7 separate regions of the Mus musculus genome follow, and regions 1, 2, 3, 4, 5 and 6 are each linked to region 7. A link is a contact called in public promoter capture Hi-C data. All regions are on one chromosome and are shown on one strand. The core of a region is the stretch at or near the end of the contact, and the rest is flanking DNA. Distances in the headings are between cores, read along the strand shown. Region 1 holds the start of Cyp46a1 (cytochrome P450, family 46, subfamily a, polypeptide 1). Region 2 holds the start of Cdca4 (cell division cycle associated 4). Region 3 holds the start of Btbd6 (BTB (POZ) domain containing 6). Region 4 holds the start of Tedc1 (tubulin epsilon and delta complex 1). Region 5 holds the start of Evl (Ena-vasodilator stimulated phosphoprotein). Region 6 holds the start of Cep170b (centrosomal protein 170B). Region 7 holds the start of Hsp90aa1 (heat shock protein 90, alpha (cytosolic), class A member 1).

Region 1 (2,993 bases), core at 38-2,537, 2.4 Mb before region 7:
CACGCAAGAAGTCTACACCCTCCTCGCAGTCTCATGCCTTCATCTCCTCTCAATTCAGGAGCTTTCACAAATGGCTAAACTAAACTGGCTGACCTTCCTCTGCCCCCAAGCAGGGCCACGGGAGGTCCCTGTTGCGCACATGCGACTGCCGCTCGCTACCACACGGGGGCGCGGTGGCAAGCCACATCCCCCTAATGCCACTCAGAGGCCAGTCCCCGGTTGGATGCTTGGCTTCCCGTCTTGTTCAGGCTGAGGTGGCCTCTCCAGACCGAAATCAAGCACAGCTCCTAAAGCTCTCCCCGTCACCTGCAGCTCACGGATCCCTGATATGTCCCTCCCGGGGGCTGGTCCTGTATACCCGGAAATGTAGGCACACGGTCCACACTTTTTTCCTGTTTTTCTGTCTTCAGACCCCTCCAGGACCTAACCAAGGTCTCGGAGTAGTCAGAAACCGACCTTCTCTCGAGGTCTTCAGAGCCCCCACTCCCCAATCCCGAGGCTCTTTATCTAGTCAAGGAGAGCGCACATCTGGCCCTCCCATCCACTGCAGGCCTATCTGAGCGTCCCCCACGGGAACTGAAACTCGGAAGTGAGGAGCACTTTGCGCTTCCACCGGGTGAGAAGGCGGAGCACAGCCCAGCACATTCCTATGGACCATCACCCATACTCAGGATTATGGTTTTCCCGGGCCCAGGAACTCCTGCATCCTGCTAGGATCTTGTCCTCCGCCTCCGGGCGGACGCTGGCACACAGCGGGCGCAAGGCTTGCACCGACCTGCAATGAAGGCGCAGCGCGAGGACATTTGGGATTGACTAACTTTGGGGCGCTAAGGTTTCAGGGAGATGTTTGAGAACAGTCAGCGCAAGACGGGGATTGGAGGGCTGGGAAAGGGTTTTCAGAAGGTTTGCACGAGAAAGGAAGAGGCCTGGCACTGCACGCGGAGAGACAGTTGGCGAGGCCAAAGGGGCGGAGCCAGCGGACGGGATTTGCGCCGCCGCCTGGGCAGCTTGCGCCCAGGAAGCGAGGTTGCCAGGACAACGCGTTCTGGGCGGGGCGACTTCGGGGTGGAGTCTGAGCTCAAGAGAGGGTAGAAGGGGCGTGGCCTCAAAGTCTGAGCCAAAAGCCAGGTTGTGATTGGTGAATACTTATCGCTCTGGGCGGGAACGGCGTGGCGGCTGGGGCTGGGCCTCAAAGAGGGCGTGGCCGTGCGGGGGCGGGTCCTGAGAGCTAGGGCTGGAGGCGGAGACGTGGTTGGCGGGTCCGCGTGCCCGGGGCGGGGTCGAGCCAGCGGGGGCGGAGCCGAGCGGCGGGGGCGGTGCTGGTGAGCGCGGGGCCTGGGGCCGAGGCGGCGCGCAGCGCTGACAGCTAGTCGGTCGCAGCCTCCGGCCCCCTCTGCACCGGCGCCGACCACGAGCCATGAGCCCCGGGCTGCTGCTGCTCGGCAGCGCCGTCCTGCTCGCCTTCGGCCTCTGCTGCACCTTCGTGCATCGCGCTCGCAGCCGCTATGAGCACATCCCCGGGCCGCCGCGGCCCAGGTGAGCGGGGGGTGGGGGCGGGGGCCTGGCTGGGGCTCTCGATCGCGGGGTCTGGGGACCGCGTCAGAGCCAGCGCCCAGGACGGGGGTCCAGCCTCGTCTTGTACGCACGGCCAGCCCGGAGACGCAGGCCCGGAGAGGGGCGCTAACTATTCTTAGTAACAAATTACTCACAGCCGCAGCAGCTGCTGGGCGCCCACCGCGCTTGGCTGGGCCGCACAAATGTGTCGGCAGCTACAGTCCTGTCAGGTAAGCGCTGCTGTTACCCCATCGTTCAGACCTGCAGACTGAGGCGCACGCGGGGAAGTCACCTGCCAAGGTCACACAGTTGGTAAGCCTAGATTTAAACCCAGGTTAGGCTGCTTTCGAAGTGGACGCTGCTAACTTTAGGACTTGGACAGGGCCAACCTGTCCAAATACTGAACACTGTACTCCCGTCACGTTTTTCTGTTTCTGTGTTTCTGTCCTGGGACATTCCATTTGTCCTCAGTATTTCCATTCCGTTTTTGGCCACTTTACCAATGGCTCCCATCAAAAGCTTACCTTTCTTTTCCTTTTCTTTCTTATTCCTTTTCTCACCCCCCCCCCTTTTTTTTTGGAGACAAGGTTTCTCTTCAAAACCCTGGATGTTCTGGAACTCACTATAGACCAGGCTGACCTCAAAACTCACAGAGAGATCTGCCTGTCTCTGCCTCCTGAGTGCTGGGATTAAAGGCCTGTGCCACTATACCTGGCAAGAGCTTTTTGAAGCTTAGAGTAGATGTGTAATGAAAGTGTCCCAAGGGCTTCCCATCACTTCAGAGTTGAAAAATCCCGTTTCACATGAACCATACCACACAGCTAGCAAGCTACTACTAAGTTCACAGGCAACTTAGTACCTGTCCCCTCTTGCCCCCTTTGCATACTACGGTTGCCCTAAGCCTGCCTGTCCCCTACATCTCTCCATTGGCTCTCCCCATTCACCTTCTCTGGCCTGTGAGTGGTATTTTCTTGTTCTCATATCAAACAGGCTGTCCCAATCCCTCTATGTGAAGCCTGCCCAGCCCCGGTAATTTTAAGGCTACCCCTGGAGTCACCTTTTTTCCCACCTGTTGATTGCCCCATGCTAAAATGTGAGCCCAAATAGGGCAGAGATGTTGGGTTTGCTTGTGTCATACCTCCAGGGCCTGGCATGTTGCACTTAATTGCTCAATAAATAAATATCTGTTGAATGAATAAATAAATAAGCAAAGGTATTAGACACATTTCTTAAAGACCTCTGGATATGAACATTCTGGAAGGTACCATCTCCAGTACAGCAGCCTGAATTCCTGTTTGTGGACCCGAGTGACCCCTGTGGCTGGAGACATGGGGAGGCCACTCTTCTCTCCCTTGTGTCTCTGCCCTCCTTTTGACCTTGGGGGTCTCCCTTGGACACCCCCCCCCTTGCCTTGTTTAGCACTTACAACTTTCACTCCT
Region 2 (2,887 bases), core at 101-2,600, 2.1 Mb after region 7:
AACAAAACGAAAATCACAACTGTGTTAAAATACTTCCTCAAAGAGCAACTGGGGCGAGGGACTAGTTGGAAAAATCCTGGGGCCAGTGAACTTGATGGTCCTTTGATGGAGTTTATTGTCCCACTACGTCTGCTTCAGACTTTGTATCAGTGACCCTTGGAAGGATGTGGGGCTTTCTTATGCCTGCCTGCCTGCCTTCCTTTTAAGACTAGCACCTCTAAAATGGGGAGATTTCTGAATGCATTAGGTTGATGAGACAAACGACTATGCTTGCAGAAAACGTTTCCCAGAATCGTTTAGATCAGTGTCCAGCTCAGCTCTGCCATCTCGTATGTCAGATACAAAGGCCACCAGGAGGAAATACGCGGGTGCTGTACGTCTGTTTCAAGTGCTGGAAGAAGTCCCTTCCCTGGTGACCCTACCTAGGGGAGAAAAACTTTAGAAAAGGTTTCTGGAGGCTTTTTCTAGTTACAATTGGCCTCAGGACAGGCTAGCAAAGACAGAGCCCGGGTTCCGGCCAAGTTCCACCGATGCCAGGCAGTACCTACTAGGCCATAAATGATGAGTTTGGAAGGAAGTGGGGTCTACTGCAGTAGGGGAAGGGCAGGCAACACAAGACACTTCTCAAGGGAATGAAAATCCAAGAAACAAAGAAAAGAGCGCAAGGCCAACACTCACCAGGCGGGCGGCTGCACGGAGCCCACCCAGCCCTCCCGGAATCGGGAATCGGTCCCTGGCCAGCAGACAGACGGTTGGGGCTCGGCGCTGCTAAAAGCCAGGGAAGGTCCAGTCCCCCGAAACTGCGCACAGCAAGCGGCGGCCAGCTCGAAAGGTGAGGTGGAAGACCGACGCGGGGTGAACCAAAGAAGAGGGGACCGCGGAGAAAGGCAAGGCCACGGGAGGAAGAGAGAGCGGAAGCAGGGGAGCGTGGGCGGAGGGCGGGACGGCCAGCTCAGACCCGCCGCTCCGGCTCTCGGTATGTGTCACTCAACACGCCGCGGCGTCGTGAGCGCCGAAGGGCGGCCGGCGCAGGAAGCCCGAGGACCCTGAGGCCGCCCGACCGCCCCGGGGGTGCTCTGCGCCGACGCCGCCCATGCCGCAGAAGCTCGAAGGCGCAAACCAGCTACACACTTACCGGCGCCGCAAGGCAGACCCCGCCACTCCTTCGGGCACCCGGATCGGTCAGCGCCCACAAAGGGTCGCCATGGCGCCGCCGCACGAGCGCCGATTGGTGGCGTGCGGGGTGGAGCTTTGTTCAAACCCACGCAAGGCGGAGCCTCGCCGGCCGCGTCTCCCGCGCTTCGGCCTCAGCCGTTAGGCTCGCGCGCTGGGCCGCCCCGCCCCCGTTCCCAAGTCTCCCCGCGCCCCGCCCCGCCCCCGATCCCTTGTTTGTCGACGGCTCGACCCGTTCCCAGGGTTCCGCGCGCTCCGCTCCCAGGGTTCCGCGCGCCTGGCCACCGCCCCAGTTCCCAGGTCTCCTTGCGCCTGGCCCCGCCCCCAGGGTGCTTGCCGCGCCCCCTCGCGCCGGTGCCCGAGTCTCCTTCGTTATCCTGGCCCTCCTGACTCACAGCGGGGCGGTTAATGCCAGCCCTGGGCATGGCCGATGTCTACACCTTCTCTGAGACATAGAAGGGTTGAACGAGGCTCGGTGGTGGCATCCCTGAACAGGTCCTGGTTCGAGTTCCAACTGAGAAAAATTAAAATATAAGGTCCTGGTAGTGCACAAGATCTTAACGAGGACACCAAGTCCGGACGGCGTTGGTTGGGGGATGGAGTGAGGTGGGAAGGTGAGTGGATGCAGAATGTTCAGTGGGGATGCCACATTAGCACAGGGAGCAAGCTCGTTTGCTGGAAAAGACTGGAAACTCCTTCCGACCGGGACTTCTAATGAATGAGCGTTCGAGAGAAAAACCGGTGCCATAAGAGAAAGTATACGGCATACACATCACATCGTGTCTTTGTGGCTTCGTGGTTCACCTAAGCTCACTAATGCATTCCCATTCCTGGGCATACTTGCCCTTTATTTGATGGAAAGGCATGCCATCAAACTTTGACCTGGATACTAGCATGGTTTTTCTTTTGAATTACTATTATTTTTGGATTTACTTATCTGTGTGTGTCATTGTTTTGTCTGCATGTATGACTGTATTTCATGTTCGAGCCTACAAGTGATTGTGGGCTTCAGTGTGGGTGCTAACAACCTTATCAGGTCCTTTGTCAGAACAGCAAGTATTCTTAATCCCTGAGTGTCTTGAGTAAGCTAACGTGTAGTTAGTATAACAAGTAGTGTAACAAAAGTTATGTTTCATTATGCTGAGGGTCATTCACACTCTCAATTCCTATGTGGTCCTAAGCCTGTCTCCCCAACACTGCTCACCTGTCTAGGTATCTTAGCTGAAGGTCAGGTCCAGGCTCTAACATAAGTCTCTGATCCTGGAAGGTTCAGGATCCTAGGGAGACTCTCCAGCTGCAGGGCAAATCAGGGTGGCTTCTCTCCAGATGTGCAGGACAGAGCATTGTTCTTGGTCTCTGCTTACATACTGTCCAGTAGATATGGGGTACTAGGACTGTGTCTGACTATCTTGAGTGAGCGATGTCACTGGGTTCTGGTTGCCAGGTGCAGCCTTGGGTGTAGTGGGGTTCCTGACTACGCTATTTTTACATGTGGGTCCTAGGGATCTTAGGTTCGAGGCTTGGTGCTAAACTCCTGCTGAACCCCCTCAGCTCCATTTTCATTTCTTTCATCTCCTTTTTGGGTACTGGCTAAAAGCCTAAGGCACAGTTTCCCTGAGACACAGTTTTCCTGAGGTTCTGTGCTTTCTGGTTTTTTTTTTTTTTTTTTTTTTTTTTACCTCCTTGCCCGACTTAAAAGACAGTTTTCTCATCT
Region 3 (2,878 bases), core at 347-2,846, 2.3 Mb after region 7:
CTCTAGGAATTCAAGGCCAGCCTGGTCTACATAGAGAGCTCCAGGACAGTCAGGGCTGCACATCGAGACCCCGTCTCAAAAAAAGCAAACAAATAAAGGGGGCGGGGAGGACACAAGATGTAAGGGCAGTCTCTTCAGCAAACAGGCTGGAAACAAAGTTTACTGTCACATGTAGTACTCTGCCCAAACAGACCAAAGGTGTACACATTAAAAAGATAACAACAACCACCACCAATAGCAAAACCATGGAGAACACAGAGCAATGATTTAACACAAGCAAAAACAGACAAACATAGTAACTTCAGACTGCAAAGAATCAATGCAGCAAAGGAGTCTGTCCAGTCAAGACAACCACAAAAAAGGGAGAAAGCATCTGTCCTAAAGACTGAGCTCAATGCAGTGAAGAAGCAGACTGATTGGAAAGTGGGCAAACGACTCATGGAGGTACTTCTTCCAAGAAGATATACAAATGACCAAGAAACACAGAAAGGTTGACATCAGCAATCAAGATTCCACCTCATATCCACTAGCATAGCCTCTATAAAACCCAGAACATTATAACAAGGTTTACCCAGGATGAGGGAAAAGAGCAGTGCACGCTGTGGAGGACTGATAAATAATACAAGCACGAACAAAGGCCATTGCAAAGTTTGCTCAAACAAGTAACTGTATCTGGACAGTGATGGTGCACTCAGGAGGCAGGCAGGCAGATCTGAGGCTAGCTCCAGGACAGTCAGCGCTACACAGAAAATCCCTGTCTCAAAACCTAAGGGGCGGGGGGAGCACGAAGCACTGGATATGACTCAGTGCTTAAGAGTGGTTATTGCTCTTGCTGAAGAGCCAGCACCCATCTACCCACAGCTCACAGCTCACAACCATCTGTATCTCTAGTCTTAGGAGATCCAACAGCCTCTCCTGGCCTTTGCAAACACCAGGTACAGGCAAAACATCCACATCCATAAAATAAAAATGAGAAATCAAGAGCTACCATTTTATCCAATCATCTCACTTCTGGATAAAGACCCAAAGAATTGCAATTAGGATCTGGAAAGGATAAAATTGCCTCCCTATGGTCAGCACAACTGGGATATAGAGTTGATATATACACGGTTGGATAAACTGGCAAACAAAATGTAACCCATTGGAGTAGTCAACTTAGAAAGGAAGGTCTATGTAGAAAGTTTGAGGTCACCCTGTGGCACATGAGGTCTAGACTCATGACAGAAAAAGAAATTCCGACATAACAGGTGTACTGCCCTTGACTTTGTGCTCTGTTAAAGAAGCTGTACACAAAAAGGGAGATCAAGCCTTGCGTTAGAGACTCATTTCCTCCACGAAGAAAAGCTAGCTGGGTCAGGTGATTTTTCAAAGCCTGAGCTGTTGGAAAAAAAATCTCATTTCTGAGTGATAGAAGGTGCAACCACAACTCGCCCTTAAACCTGGGCACCCGGGCGGAGCTTCAACACCTCCCCCAGGGGCGGGGCCCTGGAACGAGGAGTCGCGTCTTGACGCACAGTGACGAGAGACGCCGGCGCCGCAGCAGTGGGTACGGGCGGGACGGCGCCCCCTGCGGCCGAGCCGCGGGCTCGGTGAGGGGTGTGGGGTGCGGGTGGGTAGCGGGCAGGGCCGGCGTGGCCCCATGCTGCTGCCGCTCGCCTGCCTGCATGGGCGGGTGGCGCAGTGCCTAACCTCCCTGCTGGTGCTCGCAGAGCCGTTTCCCAGGCCCCGTCGCGGCGCGAAGGCGCGCGGCGCAGCACCGACCAGTGCGGAGCCCGCCCCGGCAGTAGCGAAGATGGCCGCGGAACTGTACCCGCCCGCCAGTCCCTCTGCAGCTACTGCCACCGACATCGCCAACAGCAACGCGGCAGGCGCAGCCGAGAGCACGAAGGTCGGGCTTTGCTGCCCGCCCTGCCTGGCACCCGCCCCGCTGCCGCCCTTGCCCGCGCCGCCCTTGCCAGACAACAACAATCCCGAGAGCCCCAACTGGCAGTCCTTCCATCCTACGCTGCGCGAGAGGTGAGCCGCCGCCCGCCCCCGGGCTCTGGAGCCCGGGCGCGCGCCGTTCCAGCCCGTGTGCCTCTGCCCTTTGCAGGAATGCGCTCATGTTCAACAACGAGCTGATGGCTGACGTCCACTTCATCGTGGGGGCTCTGGGGGCTGCCAGGCGTGTGCCCGCCCACAAGGTGGGTAAGGGCGCAGCCCTGTCCCCTGGTGGGCCTGGCTAGGTGCGTCTCCCTGGACCTTGTTTACTGCCCTGTAGCTCAGGTGGTTTTCTTTCATCCACAGTATGTCTTGGCTGTCGGCAGCTCCGTCTTCTATGCCATGTTCTACGGGGATCTTGCGGAAGTGAAGTCAGAAATCCACATTCCCGATGTGGAGCCTGCTGCCTTCTTGGTCTTGCTAAAGTAAGTGCTGTGCGCTGGGTCTGGAAGGATGGGGTGGTTACCTTCCAATGGTCCCCTACCTGTTTGCTACAACCCCAGAGGTTGTGCAGGGGAGCCCTTGCAGCTCCCCAGGAGAGCCCCTGCCTTACGCAGGTACATGTACAGCGATGAGATCGACCTGGAGGCGGACACAGTGCTTGCCACTCTGTATGCTGCTAAGAAGTACATCGTGCCTGCCCTGGCCAAGGCCTGCGTCAACTTTCTGGAAACAAGTCTGGAAGCCAAAAATGCTTGTGTCCTGCTGTCCCAGAGCCGACTGTTTGAGGAGCCTGAACTGACCCAGAGATGCTGGGAAGTCATTGATGCACAAGCTGAAATGGCCCTGAGGTCTGAAGGCTTCTGTGAAATTGACCGGCAGACACTGGAGATCATTGTGACCAGGGAGGCCCTCAATACCAAGGAGGCTGTGGTCTTCGAGGCCGTCCTGAACTGGG
Region 4 (3,152 bases), core at 156-2,655, 2.5 Mb after region 7:
TGTGCTTTTCAGGGCGCTTCGTGTTTAAGGTGTGCAGTATAGCATGGCTCTGAAGCGAGGGCAGGAAGAGCAGGTAGAAACTAGCTGGGCGAGGCCATTTGCTGTGTGGCAAGGGGCCAGGAAGGAGGAGACCCTGAGGCAGAATAGCTGAAGGTATCCAGATGAGCAGAGGAAGGTCTGCAGCAAAACACAGGGAGGGTCAAGGTAAAGGTGAGCCCGCAGTCTCCGCACTTCCGGAGGGCGTGGCCATCCTGTAGACCGCCGTTAAACTGGCAGGTGCCAAGGGACAGCTCTGCCCCTCCCTCTCACCTCACTTTCCTTTTCCGCACCGCACCCTCTCCCTCTCCACCTGCCTCTTCTTTCCTAGCTTTGAGATGCAGAGTACACGCAGTACTGTCTGTCCGCTGCTCCAACTATTTTTGGTGGCGACATCGAGGGCACAAAGCTTAGTTTGTGTCCGCTCGAGCGTTCAGGTCTCGCCCCAGCAATTCTTCCTGCCACTCGTCGCCTACAGGCTTGTCTCTGGATCACCGTTGGCAGCGTCCGGCCTTTGTCCGGCCCTCCTCCACACGCACTGGCGCACATAATGTGATCTTTCGCATCCGGCTTCCCACAGAGGCTGCTCTGGCTTCACCTAGGTTGTAGCCACGTAGTAGGCTCATGCCGGTTGCGGAGGATAGTTGCCGACTGCATGTCTTTCCCCGTGCATCAGGTTGCACTCTGGGTTCATTCTGCCATTGTCATGTAGCTACTGTGAATCCTTGCGGGATTCTCAAAGCTTACCAAGATTGCTCCTGAAGGGCTGAGTGCAAAACTAAGTTCAACCTTAAAAGAGAGGGCCGCACCCTTTTATGAAGTGGAGAATTTTCCTTAAAAACTGCTCTTCTAGTGGCTGGAGGAAGAATGAATATGGGGACAAGGAAGTCTGGGGCTGGCTGTACATGAGAGGGAGGATGGCTTTCCGAAGAGACTTCTGGCGACGTGGCCCCCGGAACTCCCCACCCACTTCGCAGGGCTCAGCTGCTTCTCGCGGAGGCCTGGCGACCCCTGGCGGCGGGTTCCTTCCAGGGCGGCTTCGCAGAGACACTCCCTTCGTGGCTGGGTGGAGCCACATTGCTCCTTCCTCCGCTCCTCCAGGGAACACCTCGGGCGCATGCGCGCCCTCCAGCCTCGCGCTTCCCTAGCCCGGGGTTGCTAAGGCGGTTGATAAGTCGAGGTGCTGATTGGTGAGTTCCAACGGAGTTGGCACCTCCAATCCCCGCCCCCGACCCCGGAAGTGCCTGCCTACGGGATAGACTGGTAGGCACTCAAACGCCAGAGTCATCGTTCATTGGGCCTGAGGGGAGAAGGCGGGCCTCATCCGGAACTGTGATTGGTCGGGGTCCCGAGCGGGCAATCCGAGGCTGTCTAGTGCTGGCTGTATGCGGCGGCGGCGGAGCCGGGTGGAAGGGGCTGCCCGGGCCCTGCCTGAGGCTGTCGCCGCGCTGAGTCGGTGCCTGCCTGCTGGGCCCAGCCCAGAAATCTTCCGCCGCGCCAAGTTCGATCGACCTGAGGCGGTGAGGCTATTCGAGTAGGCGGTCGGGGTCGGGGCAGGCGTTGCCTGGGCTGATGTAGGTGACACCTGATACCCGCTGACTACAAACTCCTCGTTTGCTTCAGGCTCCAGTGCTCTGGCAGCTTCTCTTGCGCGTGCTCTCACCGCTTGCTGCAAACAATACCTGGACCGACCTTGCCCCAGGTAAGCCCCGCCCTCTCAGAAAGCCGCTCCCCAAGGCTATTGTAGTTTTGTCTTAACCCACCAAGTCCCGCCCCATCAAAGCTCCTCTGTTGTTTCCTCCCTTCCTGCAGGCACCTGCTCCTCTCGCTGTTGCGCCCACTTCCATTAGTATAAGTTCCCACTAGCCTTTACCACGCTTACCTGGGTAGTAGTGGCTTTATCACTCCAGTGAAACGCTGAGACTGGCCAACCACTCACAGAAATCCTGCCCGTTGGTTATCACTTTGCCTCCTCATAGACTCTCAGATCTCGCCTCCTTAGTCCACGCTTAGCAGGTTCTAAGCTTAGGGGGTGCTCTCAGGTCCCCAGAGGGATCCAGGTGAAATCTCCAGGTTAGCACCCCCTGATCTGATCATTTCCCACTCCAGAGGCCCAAGCCTGTGTGGTGAAATCAGCACTGGGCTCCCAAGGCTACCCCAGGTCTGTGCTGCTACAATTTCCAGACGGCAGTTCTCAGGGAAGCCGGGAACTGCTGTTGGCCCTGTCTTGGCTCCTCGCCCGAGGACCCTTGCTTGAGCAGCTGCTTGCCCAGACCCGTGTGCAGCTGGGTGACCAGTTGCCCCAGTGGGAGGTGAGTATGTAATTGAGGGTGTCAGAGCCCTGCTTTGCCCAGAACCCGTGGATTTCTCCGGGCTTCCAGCTCATGTGGTATTTGCCCTTGGTGTGGTTCTCATCCAGCTTTGAAGCTGAGGATGTACGTCAGTAGTACAGCTTCCCTGTCCTGGTCCTTCCTCGAGATATGGGATGTATAGCAGGGCTGACTCTTGTTCCCTCTCTACTGTGAGGCCCCAACCAGTCCTGGTCCTCCTGCACCCTTTGTGGAACCAAAGAGCCCCGTGGATCTCCGACTAGTGGAATGGCTGATGGGAAGGCTGCGGTTTAGGTGGCGATGCCTGATCTCTAGTCAGCAGGAGCAGTGTATCCTCCTCAGCAAGGTAATACAGGCACATGGCTCTTCACCCTGTGCCCAGGCTGCCTTTCCCTGGGGTCCATCTCTGTCACCACTATTGGACCACTGGACTGCTGGGCTTATCCCAACTCTGACCTTTACAAGCAGGGACGGACCGTGCTTTACCTGTGTCCTGGTGAGCAAGGTGTGGAAGCCCTCGGTGAAGTTGTCTGGTGCCCTTCTGCAGCCTCTGCCCCCAGTATTACTGGGGTATCCTGAGCCCAGCTCTGTCCTTTCTGGTTATAAGTGGTCTCTAAAGGTGCCCATATTCGGCTGAAAGATCTTGCTGGGAGCTACTCCCCAGCCTGGCTATTTTACCTATTACAGATCCACCTGTACACGCAGGGATGCCACAGCCAACAGAGCCTTGGCCATCTTTCTGTTGCCGAAACAGAGATGCTTAGAGATCCAGAGAGCGGTCAGCAG
Region 5 (2,791 bases), core at 250-2,749, 2.1 Mb before region 7:
TAAAACCAGCAGCTCTGGTCCCAAGGATGTCTCTGCAATCTGTTTCTTTCATCAGAGGGCTCCGTGAGCTGCCAGAAGGGCCGGGCCAAGACAGACAGGGACCACTCCCATCCTCTGCTGTATCCTGCTTCCCTGTGGAGGCTGCTGATCTTTGTCTAAACCAGCCCTACATTTAATGCCAAACATGTTTATCCAGTAGGTGGGAATCCCGAAGCTCACCTTACAGGCTGCTGAGGATCTGTTGAGGCACCAAGGTCAGTAGGAAACAGACTGAAAGGGACTTGCTCACATTTCTCCCTACCCCCACCCGCCCTTCCCCTTTCCCTAACAGCTAGCCATTTGAAGCCAACCTCTCTTGAGCAAAGCAGAAAGAAGGCTTTATTCCTTGGATGTAGAAGAACTTGGTGTTTCCCACTCTTCTGATATAAAATGTTACAAAAAGTTAAACAGTTTTTGAAACATGTGGCCTCAAAAAGATTTCTTTTTGGAGGCCACCGGTTCTTGGCTTTGGAAAATGGGTTCTCCTCAAAAGTGTCAGTGATTCTAGTGTGGGGTGCAGAGGAAGGACACTATCTTTACAGCAAACCCACCAACTAATTCTTCCCTCCAAGTTACAGAATGGCAACAACTTGTTAGACCCCAGGGACAGACACCTGGAGATTGGTGGAAAAGCACAATGTCTGGCTGGAATAAAAGTGTGCACCAACCCGGACTCTCCTGGGGACACCTGGAATACCTTCAGGTGACCTGAGGCCTGAGTATTTTCATAACTCTTAGGATGTGACAAGGCTCTTCTGTAACAAAGAGACCAATCTGGTTCCCAGGAAGAAGGGAACACATGAGGTTAGGAGAACTATAACCTCAGGCATTGCTAACAGTACTGCAGAGCAAGGGATCCGTTTAAAAATTGCAACTTTCAGCCCATAATGCTCTGTTCTGAATGCACTGGAAAGCCGGTTCAGTAGGGCTCCACGTGCCTCCTGGCACTCTCCCCGCTCAGCCTTGCCTCACAAATCACACCCTTTGCCCTAAGCCTCTCCACCTGCCCTTTTCTATACAACTCCTCCACCACCAGGGATTCTGTGGGGTCTCTGCCCGACTCTGCTCGCCTAGCTCCAGGTCAACGCCCCAAACCCCGGCCCCAGGCCCACCACCCTCCAGCCCTTTCCGCGGAGCTCCGCTTTGTCTCTCCCTACTAACCCCATCCTCCAGGCCTCTCCTAGACCTAAGATCCCTAAGCTTTCCCGTTAAGGTCGCCCCGGTCTTTCTCTCGCAGACAAGACCCTGGAATTCACTAAGTTAACCCCATTCCTCTAAGCTACAGTATCTCCTTTGGGACCTTAGGCCACGCCCCCCGTCTTGCCCCCAGGCCCGGTTGCCCAGCCACCCTTTCCACAAAGCTTCGCCCCGCCCCTCTGAACCTGGGCCACACCCCTGCCCCGCCCCTCACGCCCCGCCCTCTTAGAGGCGCGGACCACGGAGCCCCGCGCCTTTTGTGTGGAGCTTCGCTGCGGCGCGCGCTCATTCCCTCCGCGGCCGCCGACCGAGGGGCGTCGGCGCGCGCAGTCTCCTCGGCGGGCGGAGGGGTCCTCCGCCCCGCGTGCACCCCGCACCCCGGACCCCATCCTCCGGCCGCCGCCCCGAGTCTCAGGCGGACGCGCGCGCTCGCTCCCGCCCGCGAGACCCCGCCGCTCGCCCCCTCCCCCGGCCCGTCGGCGGGCGGTCGGGACGCGCACGCGCCGGCCCGGGCACGCGCGCCCGCCAAGATGGCAGGGGCCGGGGCCCAGCTGTCAGTCGCCACCGCCGCCGCCGCCGCGGCCGCGCTGCCTCGCAGCTAGCGGCCCGGACGCCCGCCGGAGAAGATGAGCCCCCGCCGCCGCCTGCAGCCCAGCCAGACGCGGAGCCGCCGCGCCCGGGGTCGGCTGCCCCGCTAGCGTCCCGTCGCGCCGCGCTTTCATCCCCGGCCCCGTGCCCGCCCGGCAGCCACGATGAGGTGAGTCGGGGCCTCGAGCGCAGCGAGGCCTGGAGCGCCCGGCGTGGAGGGTGGGGTGCCCGGGCATCGAAGCGGCCCCAGAGCCCCCAGCCGGCGGCCCAAGCACCAGAAGACGCTCAGGCCGCGGGGTCCGCGGGAGGCCGCGCCCGCCTTGCGGTGCCTTACCGCTGCGCGCGCCGCGCCGGCGGTCCACACTTTGCCATCCGCACGGAGCTCTTCTCCATTAGGGCGCTCTCCTCTTCACCTTTCTCTTCTGACCTGTCCCCTTTCTCTTGCCAACCCTCAGAGTGTGCAACCCCAAAAGGTACGGCTTTTGATGTGCCACTCAGCTAGAACCTTGTCAACACCCAGAAACCCGCGTGCCCTCTTCATTTGCTGCACCCAGCCTTCCTTTCCAGACTAACCTTAGCCTGCTTTCTGGGGTGGGGTGGGGCGCGGGGCAGCGTATGCCGGGTTTTCTTTCTCTCTTTCTTTTTCTTTTTTTCTGTGCAATTTTATCTTCTAGGCACATCTTTCTTAAACACCGTAGCGTCCAATTGTAGATTCGGTTCACCTGTTCTGTGAACTGTTTAAATCAAATAATGCACTGTTGTAATTTTTGTGTCTGCCTACTTTCATCAAAGATATTTCTGAAGTTCGTCCATAGTGTTTCTATTATCTACTTACTGTCCTGCATAGTATAGATAGTACACACTGTATCCATTCTACTGTTAGTAGACTTTTGAGTTGTGTGTAGCTTTTCCCCATTAACGTTGCAATGAATATGCCGGTGGGTGTACTTCCTAAAGCATTCATATC
Region 6 (2,811 bases), core at 68-2,567, 2.0 Mb after region 7:
CTCTTTCCAGTACCTGACAAGTCTCCTCTGCCTCCATCTCTTCCAGTTCCTGGCCTCTCCCTGGAGTCCTGGCCTCCCCCTCAAAGTACTCCCGTTTGCCCACAAAGACATCTAGAGCTCTCTCCAAGGCCTTCATCTCATCAGGTCTCAGCTGGCACAAACTTCCTGAGCCCCACTGTCCTTGGGATGACATCCAAAATTGGTCACGAGGCTACAGGTTCCTCCTCTGTCCATACCGCAAGCCAGGCTCCCCCATTTGGGCCTGTACTATAAGCTCGCACAGCCAGGCCCAACAACCTAGCACATTCTCATGCAGTTTTTCCTATCTGTCTCCTCTTGGCGGGCTTGCCTCTACTCTCGAGTTGTGTAGAACCCCTTCCACCTCCTTCTACAGGGCAGGGATGGGCAACTGTGCCCGCTGGCTTTGGAGCCTGGGCGGGGTGGATTGGGTTCACGAAGCTCCTGTACCAGCAGGATAAAGCGCACATTCCTAGGCCTGGAGTTCTGCTCTGCATTCCACTTCCGCCAAGGCCCTCACTAGTACCCTTCAACGGGAATGCAGGAATGCACTCTGAACAGTACTTTCTCCACCACTCTGCAAAGCCGCTCCGCCCCACGCTAATCCTTTCCCCCTTGGCACTAGAGGGACACCTGATACCTCCATTGTTGCACCAGGCACCAGCCAGCGGCCGGTGAGAACTTACCTCAGGAACTGGGAGAGCCTCCGGAGTTCCCCGCCCCTCCCCGTCCAGCCCACTGTGACATCCAGGTACGTTGGTGTCTTTGCCCACCATCCTGTCCCGAGCCCGTGGCCTATCCTGCAACGTCGAGGGCGCAGGAGGAAGAGACCCAGCTGGACGCACAGGCCTCTGGGATCCATCCTACTTCCTTCGCCCTGCACCCCTCCACTGGGCTGAAAGGCCAAAGGTTGGGGCTGGGAGAGCGGCTGGAGCTCGGGCTTCTGGAATGTGGTTAAATGTTAACTATTCGGCTCTGGGACAGGACGCTGGGCAGCCGTACGCCCTTTCTCGCAACCCTGGGATAGCCAGCGCCAGAGAGAAGGGGGTCTGAATGCACAGGGTGGCGGAGATGCGCCGCCCCAGGCTGGGCCGGGGACAAAGGTGATCGCCCGTTCCTGGTTGCCCGATCCGGTGCGCCGGGACGGGTGGACGGAACGGGAGGGGCCGCGCGTAACCTCTGGGGCGGCGCTGCGGAGTCCAGCTCACCTGCTGAGGCTGGCCCGCCCTAACCTGGTTTCCGGGGGGCGGGGCGTCGCGGGGCGGGGCATCACGGGGGCGGGGCGCGCCGGGGCGGAGCGTGTCGCGGCAGACGTCAGGGGACCCGCCGCGCGAGGCCGCGGTCCGGCGCTCTGCCCGTGGGCTCGGCCGGGGCTGCCGCCAGCGTGCGGGCCGCGCCGGGCATGTCCTAGGCGGCGGCCCCGCCCAGCGCTCGGCCGGGCGGGCAGAGGGCCGGGCTGGGCCGGGCAGCGTCCGGGCGGGCGAGCCGCGGGCCTGGCGGGAGCACAGGTAGGACGCAGGAGGGGCCGCGCCAGCCCTGCGCCCACGGCGGCAGGGCCTCCAGCAGGGCACCTGCGTGCCTCCAGGCCACACCGGGGCGGGCGGGGCTGGACAAAAGCGGCGGTGAGGAAGGGGCTGGGCGAGGGCCCGGCACACCTGGCCCGGCCAGCGCTTGCCGATGCTGCCCATGTCTGCGCGCGCCCGGGAGGGGCCTCCTGGCACCGGCGACAAGGCCTGGCCCCGCGCATGTCTACGCGGCCTGCCGAGCTGGTAGACCTGGGCGCCCGGTCCCCGCCCGGGCAGGGCCAGCGCTGATTCAGGATACAACGCCGCTCCCTCCCCCTCTGGGCCTGGCGCGCCTGCCCGCCTCCCGGCCTCCTCCCGGGTGCCCGGTCCCCCCTCCTTCTGCGGTCCCTCCCTCCGTCTTCCTTCTCTTCTCTCCTTTCCCTTTAGCCGCCACCGTCTCCCTGCTTTCTCTGCCTCTGGGCTGTCCGCGGCCAGGAGGGGACCTCCTCCTGTCTGCTCCTTTCAGCCACGGGGCTGCTCCCTGCCTCCCACTGTCTCTCAGCATCTGCATCGCCACCTCCTCCTTCACCTTCGGGTGGTGGCTCTTCTGCTTGGCGCGGCTGAGGGGACAAGTTTGGGGTGTTTATTATTCTCCCTCCTAGCAACGATGGCCGGGCTAAGCCTAGCCCCAAACCTCCTACAGCAAGCCCTGGCTCAGAAGCCTTTCCAAGTTGGACTGGCGGTGGCAGTGGTCACCCCATGACCAGGCTCTGGGGGTTGGCCTCCCTCTCCTCTAAGGGTGTCCCCGTGCCTGCTGTCCACAGTGAGATGATGGCAGGCAGGTGATGTCAGAGTAGGAGACATCCAGGCTGGGTGGGGCTGGGAGGCTCAGTGACGCCCTGGGTCTGGGGCCTGGGGGGGGGGGGGGCTCCCTCCACAGCCCTGACACCTTTGCCAGTAGGATTGGGTCTTTCTGAGAGTTGGGGCTATGGATACCCAGTGAGGTCCTAGAGGCTGCAAGGGCATTGAAATCTTGCCCCTTTAGCCCTTGCCTCTCAAGCTGGGCCCTAAGGAAAGGGGACCTCAGAGCAGGGTATGGGTATGTTCCTGACCACCTGGAGCTGTTTTCTGGGGAGGCAGGTTTCTTTTCTCCATCTTCCTCCTGCTTCCTGAAGGAGTGCTGTGGGCCTTCACAGATGGACAGAGCCCTGTGTTCTTGCCTGCTGCTTACCCCGAAGGGACCCGAGACCTGGGTGAGCAGCCCAGTGTTGACGTCTCTGGGCATGGC
Region 7 (2,748 bases), core at 60-2,559:
TGAGGACTCCCAGGCATACTGCTCATCGTCGTTATGCTTCGTGATGACAGTCACTTTCTCAGCAACCAAATAGGCAGAGTAAAAACCAACACCAAACTGGCCAATCATAGAGATATCTGCACCAGCCTGCAAAGCCTCCATGAAGGCTTTGGTGCCCGACTTGGCAATGGTGCCAAGGTTATTGATCAAGTCGGCCTTGGTCATTCCAATCCCGGTATCCACAATGGTCAGGGTTCGGTCCTGTTTGCTGGGAATGAGATTGATGTGCAGCTCCTTCCCCGAGTCCAGTTTACTGGGGTCCGTCAGGCTCTCGTAACGGATTTTATCCAGAGCCTATTAAGAAAAGATTAAAAATGAAAAAACCGTCAAGCGCAAACCCCAAGGTGAAATTTTCAGGGAAAGCAACGTCCAATCCTCCAAGTGGTATACTCACGTCCGATGAATTGGAGATGAGCTCCCTCAGAAAGATCTCTTTGTTCGAGTAGAAGGTATTGATGATCAAGGACATTAACTGGGCAATTTCTGCCTGAAAGGCAAAGGTCTCGACCTCCTCCTCCTCCATTGGTTGGTCTTGGGTCTGGGTTTCCTCAGGCATCTGGAACACAGAGGACGACTCTAAAGCCTCACAGAATGGCTGCAGGCGTGCTAACGACCGCCCCTCCTCTATAGAGGTCTCTTACCGACTCTATTTTGGACTAAGAAAGGGACGAAATAGAAAAGGGCGACGGGGCGGGGGGTGGATGACAAAGGGATGACCTCATTTCAGAATGCGGTAATTACGAAGCGCATGTGCGCGCCTCCGGGAGGACGTTCGGACCCGGGCGGCTCCACGCACGCCGTTCCTAACGGCCACCCTCCCCCAACCCGCCGCTATGGCGCCTCCCTCGCCCGCCCGCGCCTCGGCGGCACCGGCGACAGCCCAACCCTCGCTTCGCTCGCCCCGCGCCCGCCTCGCCGCCGCCACCGCTCCTCCTCGGCGGCCATTGCCGCATCCCCGGCCTGGGGCGTAGATATGAGGCCCGCCTGGGGCCTAGGGTCGGAAGCCATGGCCGCCCACCTCCGCGGGCTGAGGGAACTCGGATGGTGGCCCCGCTGCCGCCGCGGCGCCAGCAACCTACGGCCCTGCTCCCCAAGCCCCCGCTAAGTCCGCCTGCGCCATCACTCACCGTGGCTGAATGAACACGCACGAGACGTGACGCTCCGCACCAGGACACTGAAGCAACTGGCGCGCCGCCCCCTGCGCCGGCCTTATATAGAGGCGGGCCCGCCCAGCGCGCGGCGCTTCTTTCCAGAAGCCTCCGGAACCTTCCGGAAGAACCCTCCCCAACCGTCGCCTCGGCCGCGCGCCCGCGCCTGCGCAATGGACGGGCCCCGCCCCTCCACCTGGAGCGCGCCGAACCCGCGCGGAGAACGAACGCAAGCCCCTCCTCCACAGCCAGGTGCTCTGCACATGCGCAGTCCGGAACGCTCGGCGGGCCGGGCGCCTTCCCGGGCCGCACGCGCGCGCGCGGACGGGCCGGCCAGCGCATGCGCCTGAAGCCTCCATGTGAGCCCTGTGGTCTAAGGCTTCTTTTCCCCGGCGCTCTGTAAAAGGGACGTCCCCATGGGAACGCGCGCGTGTTGTGTGAACCTCGCGGTCCTCTGCGGCGCTTTAGGTCCTTGCAGGCAAAAGGTCCCCCTTCGGGCTCCCTTTGGGAACGCGGACCCCGCAGGAGGCGAGTCCCGCCCCCCCCCTGGCTTCCACCTTGATGGGTGGGGCGCCTCCCGGACTGGGGTTCTGGTTGCGTAGTCTGAATTTCAGGGCTGACCCCGCTGGAGTGTGTTCTGAAGCCTTACAGTGGGCTTACTGAGAGACCTTACACGGTGGGTCTTACAAATCCGTCCAGAGTGCTTGGGGATTTCTCTTTGACCAAAAGCTATGACCCTCAAATTGGGCGTTGTGAGGGATTTTGTATCAAATTTGTGCTACCTTAATTTACTGTAATTTTGGGGCTGGAAAGATGGCTCTTCCAGTAAAGGTGCTTGGGTTTGATATCTGCCACCCAGAGCGTGGGAAAAAAAGCTAGCCTTCAGCGCTGTGTCTCCCACGTGCCCATACACACACACACTCGCACAGTGTGAAAATAAGTGTAAAGGACTAGAGAGATGGCTGGGAGCAGTTAGTGGTGCCAAACACGCACGTTAAGGCAGCTCACAACCACCAGTTACTACAGTTCTTGGAAATAAACTATCCTCTCTGGCCTCCACGGGCACCAGGAACACACATGGTGCACAGGCACACGCAGTCAAAAAATGGTCATATAAAACACTCTATCCTGATTTTTGAAGCACCTTCATATGGTGTACATACGAAGTTACTTTGGGCGATTAACGTGACCCAAAAGATAGTTTCCTTGTTTGTTTATCTTTAATATAGGCTTCGGTTTCACTCCCCATACCTTTCCTTTGGGTTACTCCCACCCTGTATTTCCTATTTCCGCATCTTTTCCTGCTGACAAAACGATTACTAAGATTAGAAAGAAAAGGGCTGGAGAGATAGCTCAGTGGTTAAAAGCATGGACTGGTCTTCCAGAGGACCCAGGTTCAATTCCCAACACCCACAAGGCAGCTCACAGCTGTCCATAACTCCAATATCTGACACCTTCACACAAACATACATGTAGGCAAAACACCAATACACATAAAATAATAAATAAAAGCTTAGAAAGAAAAGAAGCCGGGAAAGAGGAAGCCAGGCAGTGGTGGCAT

What was found. Promoter capture Hi-C pulls out the DNA fragments that hold promoters and counts their contacts. Capture Hi-C pulls out chosen DNA fragments and counts their contacts.
Region 1: a contact with region 7 is called in a promoter capture Hi-C map of pre-B cells, with 11 times the contacts expected there. The contact joins the promoter of Cyp46a1 here to the promoter of Hsp90aa1 in region 7. A contact is called at or near these places in 1 of 39 promoter capture datasets (pre-B cells) and 1 of 115 datasets of contacts at active chromatin or transcription factors (astrocytes).
Region 2: a promoter capture Hi-C map of liver shows a contact between it and region 7, with 2.5 times the contacts expected there. The contact joins the promoter of Cdca4 here to the promoter of Hsp90aa1 in region 7. A contact is called at or near these places in 1 of 39 promoter capture datasets (liver), 1 of 115 datasets of contacts at active chromatin or transcription factors (astrocytes) and 1 of 9 other capture datasets (liver).
Region 3: a promoter capture Hi-C map of liver shows a contact between it and region 7, with 5 times the contacts expected there. The contact joins the promoter of Btbd6 here to the promoter of Hsp90aa1 in region 7.
Region 4: a promoter capture Hi-C map of liver shows a contact between it and region 7, with 6 times the contacts expected there. The contact joins the promoter of Tedc1 here to the promoter of Hsp90aa1 in region 7. A contact is called at or near these places in 2 of 39 promoter capture datasets (liver and neutrophils), 1 of 115 datasets of contacts at active chromatin or transcription factors (bone marrow-derived dendritic cells) and 1 of 9 other capture datasets (liver).
Region 5: a promoter capture Hi-C map of maxillary cranial neural crest shows a contact between it and region 7. The contact joins the promoter of Evl here to the promoter of Hsp90aa1 in region 7. A contact is called at or near these places in 2 of 39 promoter capture datasets (hippocampal neurons and maxillary cranial neural crest).
Region 6: a promoter capture Hi-C map of liver shows a contact between it and region 7, with 11 times the contacts expected there. The contact joins the promoter of Cep170b here to the promoter of Hsp90aa1 in region 7. A contact is called at or near these places in 2 of 39 promoter capture datasets (liver and pre-B cells).

The regions. Positions count from the first base shown.
Region 1 is chr12:108,333,029-108,336,021 of GRCm38.p6, forward strand. Cyp46a1 (cytochrome P450, family 46, subfamily a, polypeptide 1) reads left to right here and starts at 1,288. Exons shown (of 15, transcript NM_010010.2): 1 at 1,288-1,536. The coding sequence starts at 1,418.
Region 2 is chr12:112,828,171-112,831,057 of GRCm38.p6, forward strand. It overlaps Cdca4 (cell division cycle associated 4), which reads right to left and starts at 1,351. Exons shown (of 2, transcript NM_001359234.1): 1 at 1,136-1,351. It overlaps Gm52009 (apical junction component 1 homolog), which reads left to right and starts at 531. Exons shown (of 2, transcript XM_030247054.1): 1 at 531-540; 2 at 838-2,106. The coding sequence starts at 531. The coding sequence ends at 1,622.
Region 3 is chr12:112,974,967-112,977,844 of GRCm38.p6, forward strand. It overlaps Btbd6 (BTB (POZ) domain containing 6), which reads left to right and starts at 1,597. Exons shown (of 4, transcript NM_201646.2): 1 at 1,597-2,016; 2 at 2,093-2,183; 3 at 2,287-2,405; 4 at 2,538-2,878. The coding sequence starts at 1,640. All of the region lies in intron 5 of Brf1 (BRF1, RNA polymerase III transcription initiation factor 90 kDa subunit), which reads right to left.
Region 4 is chr12:113,155,016-113,158,167 of GRCm38.p6, forward strand. Tedc1 (tubulin epsilon and delta complex 1) reads left to right here and starts at 1,406. Exons shown (of 8, transcript NM_134041.3): 1 at 1,406-1,556; 2 at 1,660-1,738; 3 at 2,146-2,348; 4 at 2,563-2,712; 5 at 3,054-3,152. The coding sequence starts at 1,422.
Region 5 is chr12:108,553,221-108,556,011 of GRCm38.p6, forward strand. Evl (Ena-vasodilator stimulated phosphoprotein) reads left to right here and starts at 1,500. Exons shown (of 13, transcript NM_007965.3): 1 at 1,500-1,993. The coding sequence starts at 1,989. It overlaps Gm16596 (predicted gene, 16596), which reads right to left and starts at 2,398. Exons shown (of 3, transcript NR_045753.1): 1 at 2,159-2,398.
Region 6 is chr12:112,720,857-112,723,667 of GRCm38.p6, forward strand. It overlaps Cep170b (centrosomal protein 170B), which reads left to right and starts at 1,318. Exons shown (of 19, transcript NM_001024602.3): 1 at 1,318-1,526. Gm46382 (proline-rich extensin-like protein EPR1) reads right to left here and starts at 1,310. Exons shown (of 2, transcript XM_017315329.2): 1 at 705-1,310.
Region 7 is chr12:110,695,086-110,697,833 of GRCm38.p6, forward strand. It overlaps Hsp90aa1 (heat shock protein 90, alpha (cytosolic), class A member 1), which reads right to left and starts at 1,310. Exons shown (of 11, transcript NM_010480.5): 1 at 1,167-1,310; 2 at 434-595; 3 at 1-333. The coding sequence starts at 595.